Linked DNA regions of Mus musculus: region 2 is linked to region 1. A link is a contact called in public HiCAR-type data. All regions are on one chromosome and are shown on one strand. Each heading gives the region's core, a stretch centred on a gene start, on an enhancer-like site or on the middle of the called end of the contact. The rest is flanking DNA. Distances are from core to core; before and after follow the strand shown. Region 1 overlaps Fars2 (phenylalanine-tRNA synthetase 2 (mitochondrial)). Region 2 overlaps Fars2 (phenylalanine-tRNA synthetase 2 (mitochondrial)).

What was found. HiCAR-type assays count read pairs that join an accessible place to other places.
Region 2: a HiCAR-type map of Th17 cells shows a contact between it and region 1, with 3 times the contacts expected there. The contact joins two enhancer-like sites. A contact is called at or near these places in 1 of 15 datasets of contacts at CTCF or cohesin (the NIH/3T3 cell line), 3 of 484 Hi-C or Micro-C datasets (Th1 cells, liver and neural progenitor cells), 1 of 115 datasets of contacts at active chromatin or transcription factors (Th17 cells) and 1 of 9 other capture datasets (embryonic stem cells).

The regions. Positions count from the first base shown.
Region 1 is chr13:36,284,782-36,290,875 of GRCm38.p6, forward strand. The region is part of intron 4 of Fars2 (phenylalanine-tRNA synthetase 2 (mitochondrial)); the gene reads left to right. Among named protein-coding and RNA genes, the nearest start is that of Gm40912, 80 kb to the left of the region's middle. Within about 2 kb of position 3,165, at least 7 of the 459 cell types and tissues checked have an H3K27ac peak or open chromatin away from gene starts, as enhancers often do. A contact at or near this core is called in Th17 cells, where this site is marked.
Region 2 is chr13:36,446,051-36,452,144 of GRCm38.p6, forward strand. All of the region lies in intron 6 of Fars2 (phenylalanine-tRNA synthetase 2 (mitochondrial)), which reads left to right. Among named protein-coding and RNA genes, the nearest start is that of Gm46409, 160 kb to the right of the region's middle. Within about 2 kb of position 2,536, at least 22 of the 459 cell types and tissues checked have an H3K27ac peak or open chromatin away from gene starts, as enhancers often do. A contact at or near this core is called in Th17 cells, where this site is marked.

The DNA of each region.
Region 1 (6,094 bases), core at 1,915-4,414:
TATGAAGACTGGAAAGCTCTTCCTCAGGAACTGGCATTCTCTTCTACTGCACTCCATTCTGGAACCAATGTTCCAGCTCGGTAGTCACCGATAGCAGTTCATCTGTCCTTCTGTCCATTTAATTGGGAATGTAATGACCAGGACTGACAGCCAGTCTCTGTCCATTTGCTTGTTTGTCCAAGTGTTATTTCAGTTGTTTATTATTTACCAGCTGGTTTGCCATGAGTGAAGCAGTGCGCCTAGCACATACAGTGGACATGAAAATGGGAAATATAGTATTTTGCTGCAGCCAGAGTACAGAGATAGATGAAGTAAAAGGAACTGTATTCAAAGTGGGAATTGGCAATTGCTATGGAAGCACACGAGATCAAAGACATAAATATTGCTGGCAGGAGACGTGACTTTTCCTTAGATTTTTTTGCAAGGTTTTCTGGTACAAGTCTTTGAATATTTTCTCAGTTCACTGATAGCAATGGCCAAAAGACTAGATTTTTCACCATTTCCTTACATGGTTTGAACTGGTTGACCAGGATGGAAGAGAAATGGACACTGGGCATGAGTAGTACAAGAATGTGGTGTGGTATGTTCAACCATGAGTTAAGGGGAACAAGAGTTGAACACGTGCAAGCATAGTGTGGATCCAGATAAGGAGGAATATTATGGCCTCAAGCAGTCTGGACTTTCATCTATGGGCAATGAATTGGATCACAGTAAAATGACATAGGAATGGCTATGTCATGAAGCATGGGCTTCCAGAAAGCTACTGGCACTTGGGGCCCACACAGTTCGTTTCTGACTTTTCTGTTCATCTTCCTTTATTCTTTTCTGGGTCCCAAGTGACTGATCTTGTTTCTCCCCATGTGGATAACACAACACTCTTATGGGGCTTAGCAGAGACACCTTTCTCTCTCTTTGTTCAGGTCAGAGAGAATCTTTCATTGCCCCAGATATCTTGATTTCATAGTTCCCCAGTTTTGTTTTATAATTTCCCTTTGGTGTTTGGGCGATGGTGTTCCTTTCTCTCATACAGGGGAGATTCTAATGGGTCAGGTGGAACTAGAGTAACTTCCCTTTTACCAGTGACTAGTTAAGTTACTAGTTAAGTGACTAGTTAAGTTACTAGTTAAGTGACTAGTTAAGTTACCATTGACTAGTTAAGTCACTTAATGACCCACAACTGGACCAATGAGAGATAAGAGGTTGTCAACCAGGGACTTCTGGGGAAAATTTCCTTACTTTGGAGAAAGTCACTGGGCAGGATATTTGTTCTTTTATTTTTTTGTGAGTTGAAGCAAACAAGACCTGTGTTGAGTCTGTTGCCTAGTTAAAGCCAGAACCTGGGAGAAGGTGGCCCTAGAAGAACTGCAAAGGGTAAGAGGGATTGCTTCCATCTCAAGGCTCTTTGTCAGATACCCTGTTGTTTGAGCAGAAAGCATTTTCTTGGTATTGCCTGCTTTATGTTCTTCATGAGATTAGCAACCTATAGGTTATCTTGTTGTACTACTTACTGTCACTCTTACTGGAATCTAAGTTTTATTTGGGCTAGATCTCGTCTGTCTTGTTGACTATCCAATCGATAAGTCCTAGTCAATATGAAGATATCAATGACTGACTAATAAAAATTTAATTGATGTATGTATGTCTAAATAAATGAATGAAGAGAATTGGGGAGGTGAATAGAATCTTTTATAAAATGCCATGCAGGTCCACCGCAGATGGATGGTGAAGAGCAGCTGCAGGTGCAGAGAAGTTATGACGAAGCAGTGAGAACATACTCACTGGAGTTGGCAGATGCATGAGTGAAAGGCTGAGCAAAAGGGATGTCCTCAGCCAGAGCAGGGACTGTCACCAAGAGTGTTAGAGAGGAATGGGGGATGCAGGAAGAAGAGCATCTGCTTCCTGAAGAAGAAAGTACAATTTCAAAATGTAGAATATTAAGTGTCACTTAGTATTATCAGTGTAGAGAGCTAGATCTTTGCATTAAATCTTTAGGGTTTGCTGAAAATATAGGAGTGAAGACACCAGGAAAAAAAAAAAAGCCCTTCATTATAATTAGGGCTGGCAACCAGTGTTCTGATGCTTATGTCTGACGATATTGCATATGAACCATGTCCAGGACAGTTCGTATATCTAAACCTTGATAGTATATGCCTTCCCAATACTTAGTATATGATTTCATAATTAAAATAAGCAATTGAGGTTGAGGCAGGTGGCACAGATCTGTAATCCTAACTACTTGGAGAATGGAGGCAGGAGAATTGTAAACCTAGTGTCTGCCTGGACTACAGGGTTGTTCAAGTTATGTTGTGCAATTTAGTACAACCTGTGCAAAATAAAGCAGTAGGTGACCTGGGGACATAGCTCAGTGGCAGAGAGCTTATATACCATCCAGAAGGCCCAGTGTTCAATCTACAGTACTAGAAACAAGTGAAACATAGAGGCCTCTCTGGACTTGGTTTTCACAAGGACTGCCATTCCTGAGAATATGTCCCAGGAACCAGTTTTTGAGCTTCTGACTTGACCAGATTCAGACACCCACTATACCAGCACCCATTTCATTCCCTTCCTGGTACTCCTCACTTGACTGAAACGTGACTTACTTGCATGATCAATGAAAATATATCACTTGTCTTGTTGTAGCATCTTCAAGACATAAAGTAAAGTGATTAGGAATATGGGCTCCTAAGTCAGCATGCCAGAGTTTCAACTCTTTCAGGAGGGTGACCTTGATAATATTAATTAACCTAAGTTTCCATTTACTAAATATTGCAATTAATTTTTATTGTATTTAATTTTAGTTGGTATTTTTAAGGTTTAAATGAATAAGTTAATTCAAATACTTAGACTGTGATTAACACATGAAAAGTTCCATATCGATGGTGACCTGGCACAGGAGAGCTTTCAGACATTGGACCCCAAAGACTGTGTGTACAACAGGGCATTCTGATAATTTCATCACCTACTCCTGTGGTCGGACATTGCTTAGCCTGTCTAGGTAGACTTCTAGAGTGTTAGGCTCAGAAAGAACTTTCTAGATGAATATAACATTTTACTGGGACTTTTATGGACTTTTGTTTCACTGATAAAAGCCTGACAGCTCAGTTGGAGAATGAGCAATGACATTTCCCTTCCTGTGTAGGGTGGTTAGACACAAAGGTTATGAGTCCTTAAGAACTGGGGCTGGGTAAGTGGTTTAGAAGTAGACCACTCACATAGAGTGCACAAGCTGCTCGGTTCATGCCTGAGTACTGCCCCTGTTCCTTCTAAGAGAGAACACTAAATCTTTAAGTAGTGGCAAACGCAGGAGTCAAATCCGAGTGCTCTGTCTCCTAGCCCCTAGTTGGAGGTGGCTATCTTATACGCCTTGCTTGTGCTCTCAGTGCTCTGCCCAGACCCAGGTGAGAAACCAATGCTTGCACCGCCATGCTGCTCTCAGGCTGACTGAGCAGCTCATCTTGCAACCAGCCCTCTGCCATGAAAATGGTTCTGCTTGGAGGTAACATAGCGCATGCAGGGAGCTTGTACTACTTACCTCACTGTTGATGTCATTGTGAGCCGTCTTAGTATGAGTAGTGTGAGGGACCAAGCACCAGCTTGTTCATTTCTGTTTGAAGACTGTGGTGTGCCTTCCTGGAATTACCCCCTTTCCCCTCTGAGCCCAGTTGAGGGTGCTAAGGTCTATGGGTAAGACAGGAGTCCATATATACTTTAAGGCAAACGTATTAGAGGATTCCTATGTTTTTTTTAAACTGTAAAAACCTTCAAGTCATAGCTTTTAGCATCCATTGGTACTGTTTGAAATTACTAAAGCACTTGTATGAAATTTCATACAGTAGAATTATATCTTTGGTGAACCTCTTTTAGTTTGCCTCCTGGCTAGGATGCATCATCATGCACAGCCCTGAGTCAGGTGAAAGGCATGGACATTTGGATTGATTTTTCTTCTGGATGCAAGTCTTTCCTTTATTCCATTGTTTGAGGACCCTCACTGGGCCTAGACCTACATAGCATGTTGTCTGGACTGTGCTAGGTTTGCCTTCCCCTTTCTTGCTGTCATAGTTATTTATTTTTTTTATTTGTTCTATTAAAAACCTGTTGGACCTTATTCCAAATCCCACCACGAGTGAGGATACGGTATGACCTAGAATATTTGAGGAGTCTGGAGCCAGAAGTGAGTTCCACTTCCTTCTGTGTCCTAATATTAGGCCAGGTGCAGAGGTTTGTTTTTTGTTGTTTTGTTGTTTGTTTTTTTCTTTTTCTCAAGAGTATCTGCAGGGTTTTTTCTCAAGTATATCTGCAGATATTCATCTTTCTTTGGCTTTCAGCAGGATAAAGTAGTTTATAATACATAGTTGTTTATGTTTTAAATTCTATCACTATTTGTCAGTTCTTACTTGTGATGATATATCAATAGATATTATAGCCTCTTATAAAGAATATGCATACAACTCAGTTGCCGACACCCTCCGCATGGACTTAGTTTGGGTAAATATATATATATATATATGCAGGGAGCTTGTACTACTTACCTCACTGTTGATGTCATTGTGAGCCGTCTTAGTATGAGTAGTATATATATGTATGTATGTAAACTTTTTTTGCAGAATAGTTAAAAGAGAATCACTATGGTTTGAACCATAATTTTAGCTACATTCCAACCTGATTTTTTGAGGGTAAATAACAACTCAAAAGAATGTAAGCAAAACTCACACAGCCATAACTGCATGTCTCAGGAGACATCAACTAGCCATGCTGCTTTAGCTACCTGAGGCTACTCTACTCCTTAAGAGAAGGGAAGAGTGTGATGCTTGGAAGAATGGGGACCAGGAGAAGGCCCTTTTCAGTCCATTGTGAGGCCCCACCTCCCCCACTGTAGCAGCTACACAGACATGTGCATTTTCACACACAGAGACACTCTTGATGTTTCAGTGTCCTTGTATGTCAGACCTCAACTCTCAACCCAAATCCAGGGACTGAGTAAGAAGAGAACAGGCTTATATAGAAATGAGGTCATTCTGTATTGGCCCCTCAAAGGCTCTTTTACAGATGAGACAATTGAAGTACCAAAATACAAATGACAGACGTGGGGCGGGGCCCCAGAGCATTATGTGTCTGCCTAGCCCCCGTCTTAGAGTCTGTCAGCATCTTCCTTGAATTGAATTGTCATTAGCAAAAGCCCAGATTTAATATTTCACCTGCTTCAAGAAGACTTGAATTAGTGTTACTTTTTCATTTGAATCATCTTTGAAGATGGATCTCAGCATTTTAAACTTTTTTTTTTTTTGTGGTAAAAAGAGAGTCTGCTAACAAATGATTCTGTCCTCTGACATGAAGAGGAGGTAGTAGAAACTGTGGTCATGAATTACATATCCTTGCCATAAGTTTTCCTTTCCATTTTTCTGAGTAGCATGATGAAGGAAGCCTGCAGCAGGTGTACTGCTTCCCACCTGGGATATAAACCATGAATTTGCATATTCTCATTTTTTTGCTGCCACCCCCTAGTACCCATTGTCATTTCAGATCATTCTGATTGGAAGACCTCCCTTAATATGCTAAGATGCTGAGATGGCAGTCTTTGTAGTCAGTCTGACACATCTGGGGAGAGGGTGGTTCAAATGAAGGATTACTTTCACCCGTCGTTCTATGGACATGTTTCTGAGGGTGTTTTCTTGATGTTTAATTGGCTTATGTGGGCTCTACTATCCCTAGGCAGGTGGACCTGGGCTGTAAAAGAAAGATAGCTGGACATAAGCTAGAGAGGGAGCCAGACAAAGATTTCCCAGGGTTGTCCTCGAGTTCCACCCTGACTTCTCAATGATCAAGTATAACCAGGAGATGAAGTAAAGCCTTTATTTTCCCAAGTTGATTTTGGCTATGACGTCTAATCTGGAATAAGCACTTAGACAGTCCACAGTCTTGTACCTGTATTGTACCATGTAGCTTTAGTTATGATTTTTAAATTACTGTTAACATCTTGCTGTTCCTAATTTATAAGATAATCTTTTCTATAGATATGTATATGTAGGAAGCAGCATAGTATGTATATGAGTCTATACTGTCCACAGGTTCAGAAATCCCCTGGGAGCTTTGCAAT
Region 2 (6,094 bases), core at 1,286-3,785, 160 kb after region 1:
GTTTGTTTTGTTTTGTTTCATTTTAGAAATGGAAAACTTTCTATGTCTCCTATGTCAGTTCACTCTTGAGTTCTCTGGAATACTTTTCATCTCTATGCTAATTTTATGTTGTAAGTGGAAATCGATTACATAGGAAGAACAGAAAGGGGGTTGGATCAGAGACCATCTGAGTGGCTGATAATCTAGTGGACCCTTCCTTCTGTCCCATAGAGGAAATGTCCTCCTAGCAGCCAAGGCTGTCCTAGGGGCCAGGGGCAGGTCAGGAGTAAGGGCTTCCTTTACACTCCCATGCCTGGGAAGTACGGATGCTCCCTCTTGTTCCAACAGTTCCCTGCAGATTTCTATCTCAGTGCTGAATCTGCCTATTGATTCATCAGAGCATCTTGTCAGCAGCACAGAGTGGCCTAGAAGCCATGACTAAGTATGAATGAGTGGACAGTGGATTGCGCTTGGTTCTCAGTCATGAGATGGATGGAACCCTCACCTCAGTCATGTTTGCCCTCTGGGCACCAGCGAGCTTCGTCAGAACAGGCACTGCATCAGTATACATGAGAGATGCATGGTTGTGCTCTCTGCAGATCTACATGGGTCTGCTCTGTGGTGGCTCCGGGACACCTGCCCCACAAAAGAGTGCCATGTCGCAATGATTTCTCTCGTTTGTTTTTGTTTAGTCCCGTCATGTGTTATTTCCTGTTTCTTTTCTTACACTGTGAAACATTTGTTGGTTTATTTAAAGAGACAATACGTGATGAAAGAGGAGTGTGCTGGAGGCTTCCGGGACTGGAATAATAAAATTACAAAAAGTTCCTTCCTTTCAACTTTGGAGAAAACGTAGCAAGTTCTGTGTGAGAAAGCAAGACCTCTTGACACATAAGCAAAGTCATGGGCTATTGCCTGAGTGTGCCCACCCCGTTCTCAGCTGGTTAGGATGCTTATGGCTTCCCTCAGAGTCTCCTTTCAGTTTGATCATCTGATCATCTGGAGCCTCAGCTCAGAACAGCAGATGGGCAGATGAAGTGCACTGGGTACTTAGAGGCTTCTGGGCTGACATCTCAACTGTGGTCCATCTCACTCTGGTGCGCACTGCTCGAATGCTAACAGGGCTGGCCCAGGGGCTGTGATACCACTTGGTTTCTTAGAGATTCAGTCCACACCTCCCTGAGGGCTTTGACAGGAGCTACAGAGCTACAGAGACATGAGTATGTGCGGCTGAGGTGCTTGATTGCTCCTCAGAAGTCAGTCCACTGAATTCATTTTCTCCTCACTAGGAAATCTGAGCCACAACCACAATACCATGTTCACAAGCCAAAAGAGAAAATTCTTGAAGCTACTCAGAAAAATAATGACTATGTGTTTTTGTCATTCTTTTAAGTATTCTTTCTGAGGTTTAACTCAAAGTATTGCCTGCCTGCCTGCCTGCCTGCCTGCCTGCCTGCCTTCCTTCCTTCCTTCCTTCCTTCCTTCCTTCCTTCCTTCCTCCCTTCCTTCCTTCTTTCCCTTCTTCCTTCCTTCCTTTTTCCTTCATACAATGCTCTGATAGAACTCAGAAGGAATAAATGAAAAGCCAGGCAGTAGCCTGCAGGTAGGAGCTTGCTTGTCTCCTCCCTCTATGGAGTCTTCTCTTTTTCAAGGTTAGGTACTGGTATAGTTATGTCCTTCGAATTTTGGAGAGGGGTGCTAGGGTGTTGACGAATATGGGGAAATGCATAGTGCTCCATGGTAGAGTTGGGAAGAAGGGATGGCAGGCTCATGGACTCCCTCTAGAGTGCTGTACTTATTTAAAAGGCTATGAGTTTGATTGATTGCATTCAGCTAACCCTAAAACACTCTGGAGTCCTCCTGTGTACAATGGTCTGAATTGGGTGGTACAAAGACCTCTTAAACTTGCTCCTAACTGAAAAGGGGCACAATTAAGTCATTAGTCTTCCTTTGTGTGTCTGCTTCACAGTTTACACAGAGCAGAGAATGTAACTGAGTAGACACTTTGTCATCAAGGACCGCTGCACCTCCCCAAGTGCACTGTGAGTTGAAACGGCACTACCTAAACACCCTGTGAGTTCACGTCAGCCAAGTCAGCAGCTTGGCTGCACAGGGACAGGATTGACTTCTCTCCTGGACAGTCCTTGAAGTGCCAGGAAGCCTGCCAGCTGCAAGGACCAGCAGCAAGTCAGTCCTTAGACTGTGGTTCCTGTGGACCAGGCATGTGCACTTGAGAGAGACAAAGTGAGTAGAGGAAGATTAAGATCATATCTAATCAAATCAAACTTTAAAATGAAAAGGACGTTTCATTTGACATTAAGAAAAGAAAATCCTATAAAATATCAAATATGGAGCCAGCAGCTAAAATTCACAGAATAACAAAATATCAGAGCAAGACAATCTCCTAGAACGGTCTGTCCACATCAGCCATTCACGGGTGGGGCCGCCAGCAGCACTTGGCCATCCTTCTCTTTGGCAGTGTGTGTAGGGTGGAAATGCACCTAATATTACTTGGTTGGGGAAGACAGAAGCCATTTTCTCTGAAGATATTTTGGCTGCTGCTTACAGGCTCATGGAGCACGAGAAATGCTTTGATGTGGAATATGTCTGGTTATGGGGCTTGCCTGAGCTGCGGGGGATTTCCACTCTCTCCCACGTGATGTTTGGCAGCCAGAATTCCTTTAATGCCCACCATCAGAGCACTTCTCCTTACTGTTCCTCTGCCCAGCCCCTTCAGTAGTCTCTGCACTCTGACAATAAATGGCTCAGAAAACAGATGAGAGATGTGTAAATTTACCTTTTTCCCCTAGGGATGATCGGAGCGTTCGAAGCTCCTGTCGTGCAGAGTTTCACTTCTCACCAGTGATGACTTGCTTTCATGATGCAAGCTTTGTCTTCTGTTTCATATTCAGTTTTCTAAGCAACCACATAAGCAAATATTTAATTTGTTTTCATTCACTCTTGTAGTACTGGATGGAACATAGATGAAACTGTACTGTTTGGTGGCCGTCGGAAGCTTGGGGATACCCAGAACAGTTTTGGTGTTGTACAGAAGGGCTGGCCCACCGGCAGTGCAAACAACTAAAGACACAGAGTAAACGGGATCACTGAGATGCATTAGCTCAGGCCACTGACGTTCACTACGTAGTTGTCATGGCTTCATTCAGACGGATCACTTCTTGTTTTTCTCCATTTGTGGACATCCAAGCCCTAAATGCATGGCTTTGAAGGCATCTCTAAATGTAATCCTGGCTTTTGTTTTCATAAGTGTATAAATTTTAACAGGCTACACATCTTGGGGTTTCAAGTTTCCAATGGTAGTGATGGTGATTCTACATAGAATGTTCAAGGAGGTTCTAGTCTAATAAGATACCTTACACTGTTGCTACAAATCCAAGCAGATGCTTAATCTTCTACCTTAAAAGACAGGGGAATGCTGGGCTGGAAAGAAATCACAAGTCATTTATCAACATCAAACTAGCTGTAGTAATGAGATCTTTGGTAAAGTGGACTTCACTGATGGTTCTTGAACACTGTGTACCTTGGCTTCCATCAACAGATCCTGTACAAAAGAAAACCAGTTAGTTACTACAGGGACATTAGTAAACTTTGTCAGGATCTTGTCTACCACAGCCTTGAAAGCCTCTGTAAAACCTTCTGTGAAAAAATTCTTAAGAGTTCAGTGTAAGAGAATTTTAGCTGTCTTCATCATGTTGTTACAGTTAATAGTAGGCAGCTTGCACTTAACTTTGGCTGGAGAGAGACCCTGCTGATTCTTTGGTAGGCTTCGAGGTTTACAGTTTCTATTACTTTTCTCCCTGCCCTCAGCATTACTAACGTTGACCCCACATATTATATTCAAGGCTGACAACATAGTATTACAGTTACCACTCAAGAAGTTAACACCTTCCTTGGTCACCCAAGCATCTATGAATGCCCAAGAATTGAGTCTGTTGAAAGAGACTACCTGTTGGGTATCACCTCATCAGCCACAAGAGCACCAAGCCTGGGTCTTCTGCCAGGCGAATAAAGGAGAAGAAGAGACTGAGCTGTCTTTAAGAGCCACTTCTAAGGGTACCCGTTCAGGTGACTTTACAAGCTCATATGGCTCATGACCTATGAAAGTGATGAGACAGAAGTGAGTTGGCTCCAGTAAAATGTCAGAAACACTCCCTTAAGTGTATTCTTTATCATCAAGCATTTTATTATATATTTTCTTTTATTAGCCACTTGAAATCCCCAGTAGAGTGAGACAAAGTATAAATTTATGAAAATCAAACACAACAGATTAATGATATATGCACCCAAGTTTGGGCATTATGCATTAGTACACAAGAAGTATTCAGTGGCCAAAATTGGACGTAGGTAGTTTGATCACCAGCCAAGTTATATTTAGGTTCTTCCACTCAATATCAATCAATCACAACCAATTACTTGATATGCAACAGGCAGTATAAACCACTAACCAATGCAGATATTATGCTTTGGAAAATCACATATTCACAGGGCTCTGTCCCAACTAAAGTTGTAGTCTCCAGAGAACAGAGCCATGTCTCATCTAAGTCTTTATGCTTACTATATGTGGCACACAACTGATATGCAAAAATATGTAAAAGGTGACTAGGTAAATGCCAGGAGAACAAGTACCTTTCAATCAACTGAGCAAAGCTCATAAGAACTCAGAGACTGGAGCAGCAAGCACAGGTCTGCACCAGGTCCTCAACATACATACTGTAGCTTTCAGTTCAGTATTCTTATGGGCCTCCTGAGTGTGAGAATGAGTGGGTTCTCTGATTCCTGTGCCTTCTCAAGTTCTCTTTCTTCTGTTGGGGTGCCTTGTCCAACTTTGATGTGATGGGTTTTATCTTATTATACTTTATTTTGTTATGTTTAGTTTTGTTGTTCTCTCTCCGAAGCCTGTTCTTTTCTAATGAGAAACAGAAAGGAAGTGGATCTAGATGAGAGCAGAGGTAAGCAGGAACCAGGAGGACTGGAGGGAAGGAAAAAAAATGATCAGGATATATTGTGTAAGAAAATAATCTATTTTTCAATAACAAAGGGAAAAGAAGTTTTTGAATTTTAATGGGAATATATGTTAAAACAATGAGATGTAGAATATAATATTTATAAGAAATGACCTGTTGTGCAAGTTGTCAGTACTTCTAGGTGCTTCAAAAGAAGACACTGTGTTAGCCAGTGGCTCCTGAGTCAAGCTGTTTTTGTCCGTAGCTAAGCTTGCATAAGCCCTCAGTAATATCAGGCACAGCTGTGAAAGCCTACTTACTGGTTTTTCTATTCAGAAAGAAGTTTAGGTGTATTTTATTGTTTTATGTGTAGAAGTATTTTGCCTGCATGTATGTCTGTGCACCATAGATAGAAGGCCAGAAGAAGACATTAGATCCCTTGGAACTGGAGCCACAGACAGCCATGAACAGCAACATGGGTACTGGGAATCAAAGCCATGTTCTCTGGATGAGCAGCCTGTGCTCTTAACCGCTGGGACTTCTCTGCAACCCCCTCTTTTCTTCCTTAACACACACCCCGTGTTTCCATTCAGTTCATCCTCTCCAGAAGCTTGGCATCCTGTTTTCACAGCCCCTGCTTCTAGCAGTCCCTGCTCTCTTCTCATTGCAAGGCTCAGCTGGGACTCTTCACGTGAGTCTTAGCTGGATTCACAAGTACTTAGAACAGTTTTATTTTCAGTGTCCTGTTAATTCTCATCCAAGTCTCTCTACTGAGAAGTCTGCAGTCTATGCCTAACTGTAATGATTGGAGTATCTATCCCCACACTATAATAAATAATGAGTGTCAGTGAACTCATTATGGTAAATCCTTGGGTAATTACTCTCTGCCATAGTTAGGGGACTTAGGGTAGCATAAGCTAAAATTATTCCATCTAAAGACAAGCCCGAGGTGGATGCTAGGGTTAAATATAATTCGTTTGCCATGTGTTTATTATAGTTAAATTGAACTAATTTAGGGCCTGTTGCTGGCCAGCAGCTAAGGAGGAAAAAGTTTCAGTGCTGTGAGTTCTCAGAAAGGAAAATGAGGCTCCATACCCGAGCTCGCAGAACATGGCACAGGCAAGCCTTCCTCCCACTCAGTCTCCATCCTT